2 separate regions of the Sus scrofa genome follow, and region 1 is linked to region 2. Evidence: chromatin contacts called from public Hi-C data. All regions are on one chromosome and are shown on one strand. Each heading gives the region's core, a stretch centred on a gene start, on an enhancer-like site or on the middle of the called end of the contact. The rest is flanking DNA. Distances are from core to core; before and after follow the strand shown. Region 1 has its middle 100 kb from the start of PHACTR1. Region 2 has its middle 170 kb from the start of PHACTR1.

What was found. A called contact is a pair of places that touch in the nucleus more often than the background predicts.
Region 1: a Hi-C map of retroperitoneal adipose tissue shows a contact between it and region 2, with 2.3 times the contacts expected there. The contact joins two enhancer-like sites. A contact is called at or near these places in 1 of 5 promoter capture datasets (liver), 16 of 47 Hi-C or Micro-C datasets (alveolar macrophages, embryonic fibroblasts, epiblast stem cells and 10 more) and 1 of 2 datasets of contacts at active chromatin or transcription factors (skeletal muscle).

The regions. Positions count from the first base shown.
Region 1 is chr7:8,999,735-9,002,906 of Sscrofa11.1, forward strand. No RefSeq gene overlaps it. Among named protein-coding and RNA genes, the nearest start is that of PHACTR1, 100 kb to the right of the region's middle. Within about 2 kb of position 1,702, at least 10 of the 83 cell types and tissues checked have an H3K27ac peak or open chromatin away from gene starts, as enhancers often do. A contact at or near this core is called in retroperitoneal adipose tissue, where this site is marked.
Region 2 is chr7:8,929,186-8,932,137 of Sscrofa11.1, forward strand. No RefSeq gene overlaps it. Among named protein-coding and RNA genes, the nearest start is that of PHACTR1, 170 kb to the right of the region's middle. Within about 2 kb of position 1,451, at least 5 of the 83 cell types and tissues checked have an H3K27ac peak or open chromatin away from gene starts, as enhancers often do. A contact at or near this core is called in retroperitoneal adipose tissue, where this site is marked.

The DNA of each region.
Region 1 (3,172 bases), core at 452-2,951, 71 kb after region 2:
AAACCTAAGCATCTGTGAACACATAATTGAGAGTCTTACAAGCTCCTCTTTTCTTTTTCTTTCTTTTTCTTTTATTTTTGCTTTTTAGGGCTGCACTCGAGGCATATGGAAGTTCCCAGGCTAGGGGTTGAATTGGAGCCGCAGCTGCCAGCCTCTGCCACAGCCACAGCAACACGGGATCTGAGCCTCATCTGCAACCTACACCACAGCTCAGGGCAACCCGGGATCCTTAATCTATTGAGCGAGGCCAGGGATTGAACCTGCAGCCTTACGGATCCTAGTTAGGATTGTTAACCGCTGAGCCACAAAGGGAACTCCCAGCTCCTCTTTTCGTTATCTGTCTCTAAGGAAGTCTTTTTCAGAAACTTAAGCACTCTTGCCAACACTTGTTCAATATCCATCATGTTTCAGAATCTGCTAAAATTTTTAACCTGTAATGTCAGCTCCACCAACATTTCAGTCCTGTACAAGGCTGAAGAATCAAGATGGAATCAGCAGGTCCAAATTTTACAAATGGAGGCATTTATAGTAAACCTGGAAAATATATCTTTGAATTTTCTGTGTACATTAAAGTGGTCTGTTTTGGCCTTTCTCCCCTTTTATCCCATCTCAATGTGTAAATAGGAACCTGTCAAGCACCAAACACAGTTAAGTAGAATTGCCCAAGAGTGCCATCAAATTTCTGAAGTTTTAAACTAAGTATTTCAAAGGGTAAGTAACATCCCTTTTTTTCTTATTGTTACTGGTTAGAAAAATGAAAGGACCGGACAATTAAGATTCACACACTTGTTCAGTAGAAAAGGAGCCACGCTCATAAGTAAGGAAAGAATCACTTAGAAGCCTGCTCAGTGTCCATCTCTGCTCACCCTGAAAGGATCTGTGTATATTTACACCATAACAAGTGAAAAACAACTCGCCTTACTCTCAGTACTGTGGGGAATCTGTGGTGTTTCCTTCGGGATTTAAAAACGTATCTGGGTCCAAATGTGTGCATTTTTGAAACTGCAGTTTGTCAACTTTGTGTTGACATGTGGCATGTGTAAGGTTTGATTCAGGCTTGTCTTTAAAAAAAAAAGGAAAAAAAAAAAGCCTTCTTAAAACGTTATGCCTTTATCAGAAGTCGCCCCTCAGCTATTTACAAGTGCCATGGTTACAGTCCTGCTAGACTGATGATATTCACATGCAGGAAACAATGCAAGGAAAACAGGATTTGCACGGCTCCGACTGCACTGGCCCAAGAATTCCAGGAAGTGATTGTACTTTATGAAACCGTCTGTGCTCCGCTAGATTGTCTATAGCTTTTAAGGTCAAGTCCTATCACACTGAGTTTGCACTGCCCTTTGTAACAAGGCAGCGTGTTTATGAAGCTGAGTACATGCTGTATTGTTTACCAGGCCCTCCAGTTTAAAGGTGCGATATCCCAGTCAGTTCAGGATGGCACTGGGAATCCATCACCGCCTTTTCTGACACAGGCTTGGGCTGGGTTCAAAGAGTCCCCAACAACAGGGACCACGCGACTGCCCAGCACATGGAGAGAGTCACGGAGCACCCAGGCCCTGACGGCAGAGACGGGGGCGAGTGTGGAAGATAAATGTGGGGAGGGCTCTGAGTTTATGTTTTAAGATTTCTGGGCTTCCTGGTCTAGCCCAGCGGTCTCCTTGGAAGGGGAAAGGTGCTGGCGTACAGTAACTGCTGATTCCGAGAGTGCGGAAAGCCGGGTGAGACAACAATGGAATTTACTTCGTGAGAGAGCTGGGAGGCAGCCAGGCATTCCAGGGCCTCGCTCTTGAATTCTTTGATTTCTCCACAGTGTGCGGCGACCAGAGATTCCTGGTGCCACTGGGCTTAGGGGCTGCTGGAGCCAGACAGTAGGCGTCCAGACGGATCCAGGGAGATCCAGCTCTCACCTGGCAACCTCACCACACCTCCTTGTAGCTGCCCAAGTGGATGTGCCTGGCCAGACCCCTACCTGCTCCCTCGCCACGAGGGATGCTGAAGCCAGGTGGAACCGGCAAGAATCCAGAGCCATTGCTGAAGATGCATGAGGCATCGGAGGTATTAGTCTGGGTCCACGTCTTTCGGCTAGGAGTATCCACAGGTCCCCAGGCTTAATGAGCTTTCTGGAGGTGCTCCCAGGCTGTGCACCAGTGTCACGGCCCCCTAAGGGTACACAGGACAGCACTGATGTTCTTACACACAAGGACTGAATGAACCTCGATGGGCGACTGTTGACGTCAGAGCAATCAACGTGAATTTAATGAAGCCTGTTGGTTTATAGCTTAAGGGCTTGTAGGGGCTGTTTCCTCCAGGGGAGAGAAATAAATGGACAATATGGTGAGACACTTTCCTTCCAGCCGCACATTTCGGATTCCATAGATTTAGATATCCAGTTTCGCAAAGGAGAGTTGTATTTTGTGAATACAGTTTACCTTGTTTTTAAATTTATTGGCATCTTGAGGTTCATCTTTGTATTAATGAGCACACATTGGGCAAAATCTGTCTTTTAAGCCTTGTAGTAAGCCTTAGGTCTTTTAAGTGAGCTCATGGAAGGGCAGATTTTGGTTGTAGCGGTAAGCACAACTGCCCCATAAACGGTTGCTAAAGACTGCTCAGAACACTCCAGACTAAATAAAAATTAAAAGTCCCGCAATGACGGCATTTGGAGCAACATGGATGGACCTAGAAACGATCATGCTAAGTGAAGTCAGCCAGACAATGAGACACCAACATCGAATGCTTTCACTGACACGTGGAATCTGAAAAAAGGACACAATGAACTTCTTTGCAGAACGGATACTGACTCACAGACTTTGAAAAAGTTCTGGTCTCCGAAGGACACAGGTTGGGGGGTGAGGGGGACGCCCTGGGGGTGTTGGATGGAAATGCTGGGATGATCATTGTACAACTAGAAATGTAATAAAGTCATTGAGTAATAAAATAAATAAGTAAATAAATAAATGTATGTTTTTTCAAACATGATCTTTAAGGGTTAGGGAAAATTTTTCCCCAAGTGAATTTTTGATATAATATTTATTTGTGGGTCAGAAACCCCCCCCCAAAATGTATCTTAATCATTTATATCTTAAAAAGGAATAATAAATTTTAACAATATAAAAAAAAAAAAAGTGCCACTCATCAGGCAGGACTCTACTAGGAAACACCAGACCAGATG
Region 2 (2,952 bases), core at 201-2,700:
GGGAATCACCTGAATCTCTAGGACTGGAGTGTGTTAATACAGATTGAGGGAGAGTTGGTCCCCTCTGACGGTATTAGAGAGAAAAAAAAAAACGTAGGTCCACTGCACATGGGAAGACCTTGATGGGGCTTTCACTGAAGATCATAAGCTTCTCAGTAGAGCATCCTGAATATACTTGAATATACTTCTCATTCAGAGGATCCTGAATGAGGCTGGTGTTAGTCATAATATGAGGGGGACAGTGGGGCTGTGGATTAGATTTTGAGCACACCCAATTTCAAGTGATTTCATTGTACTTTGCTGGTGGTCTATTGCTGGACAAGACTGTGAACGTCAGTAACGTTGCGTTGGGATCTCTCTTTCTTATTTCTATGGTCTCTGTTTTCTTTCCCATCCACTGTCTGCCAAAGCACTTTTGCATCCCAAGCCATCTGGCCCTGATGTCCCCCACGTAAATAGTGACACGAAGATTCTACCCCTCACTTCCCAGATAACCTACCCTATGCTTTAAACTCTAAGGACTTTCTGGGAAATTGATGACTAATGTGAACTCATCTGATAATTATTTGTTACCAGACAAGATACTAATGATGTTTCAAAAAAGGCTATCCCTTAATCTTGTGGTTTTCAGACTTTGAGATTTTTGTAGACTGGTAGTCGAGAGAGACAGTGAGAGAGAGAAGGGTCATGCTTAGGAGAGACGAGAAGAGGAGAAGAGAGAGGAGGGGAGAGGAGGGAAAGAGAAGGGAGAAAAGAAGAAAAGAAAAGAGAAAAAAATAAAGGCTGGTTTAGGGTTTTAAAGCACTGTATTTTGGTAAGTTAAGAACCTTAAAAACAGCCACAACAAAACTCTATTTAATTTAATATCACCAACATTTTATGAAAGAAAGGATATTTTAATACCAAAATCTGGAAAAGCTTTCATTTCACATTCAAAGAAAATTCCTCAAATTTTAAAAATTACAATTTTTGGGAAAACTCACTGAAGTGCCTGAATTAGCTAGAGCTCATTTCATGCTTTATCCCAAGGCAGCTCTTTCTAAATAAACATCCGTGTTTGAGGATCTCAGAGTTATCCACAAAGAGTTGAATGGTGGGAGTTCGGGGCTGTGGCTGATGAGAAGGTGAGTTTTATGGCCACTGCACCTTCATACCATAAACAGAAATGATTCCTAGATCTCTAAAGATCTGGCCTTCACTCACTACCACCTCTGCTTTCATTGAATGAGATACTAAGGCTCAAGAGGTGGAAAAACTTGGCTGAGAGCACAATCCAAGAGAGAATCCCACAGCCAAGGCAGAACCATCACGGATCAGGACTGCGGGCCCCCGGAGAAAAAGCAGAAGAATCAGAACCTGAAGACGGAGTCTGTCCCTGGACGGGCCTAAGTGGAGAGTGGGCAGAGATGGCCATGGGTGGCGGGAAGGAGTGCAGGCCAGCAGGTGGAGCACTTCAGCAAAAGAGACAGCTATCAAGGGATGGATCCCAGCCTGACCATCAGAGGGTTGCGTCTGGGGTGTGTGGCAGTGAAAAGGACCCAGGCTATAGCTTGGACTTGGCTGTTTCCAGGCCCCATGACATCTAAGCAAGACCCTGCTCCCAGAAACACTGGCCTCCCAGGCTGGTTATCAAGATAGGGATTTGAGCTCCTGGAGAAAAAGTCAGGACCTGCATTCCTGGAAACAAGGGGTAGGGGAGCAAGCAAGCAGGATAGATGTGACTGGTTTCAAACCAGTGGGTGGGACTATTTAATTCTGATATGAAGATTGGAATGTGAGCAGCAAACGGAAGGTTTTACATTGTAAATATGTGATTTGGAAGGAAGAAATCATAAAGGATTTTTTTCCCCCAGTAAAATAGCCATCACCTGTATTTTTTCCTGTCACCTGAGCTCCATGGTGGACAAAGAAAAGTGCATGCCAAATATTGTGTGAGAAAAGGTGGGGTCCCATTTGGCTAAGGGGACATTTGTGTAAGGTGGTGAAACTGTACAGAATGTAGAAGGAGAAAGAGGGACATCTGGCGAAGCCCTTGGAGGAAGACGAAGACTGGTTTTTGGAGAATTTAGCTGAGAGCAGAGTGGCAAGGCTTTGACCAAGTGCCCATGCAAATCTCAACATTAGGCACATGCAGAGGGAGGGAGAAATGCAACTGGTGCTGACGAAACCTGTAACCAGGCAGACTAGATCATGAGGGGCTTGCAGCCTTTGCAGCTAGTTAACAGCTCTAAAATGTCATAGAGCCAAGGAACCCCGCCAGGTCCACTTAGAGGCAACAAGGACATTAGGACTAAGGCCAAGAGCTGGCCCATGCCTTCCAGTAAGATTCACATAACTTTGGGGGGGAGTCAAGAGACTAAAGGAGAAAACTCAGACCGTTTATGAGAACATACAATGATGCAGTGGCCATACCCCCCACTAAGAACAAACACTGCAGAAAATACCTAAAATTCCTCAGTGCTGTTAAGAGTGTAGAAAGCTCAGGATAACTTCACATTACTTCACATTGCCATGCACTAGGTAAGTCATGTCTAAGCTCATGAACTTGGTCTTGGAGGGAGTGGGCTCAGAAAGTATATGGCATGGCCCACCTGTGCCTCCAGGAACACGGCAGTGCCCAGGATATGGGAAATCCTTGGTGAGAATATCAGCTGTTGAAACAAATGAAATATCCTTTTGACATTAATAATTAAATGTTCCTATCTTTTACGACAAAAACAATACTCGGAGCACTGGCATTACTGGAAATTCATGAAATGAACCCTCTTTTTTGGGTCAGTGTTTACTACAATCCTGATTGTTTCAGAAAGAAAACTTTATGAAAGGAAATCAAGAGCATTTCTCCAACTCCACAAGTACTGCAATAACAGGAAACAAAACTCCTATTTGTGTAGTTTGCCTGATAAGAACTGAATAGTAGATTTTTTTGAAGGCATGTGGCACATACTGTTA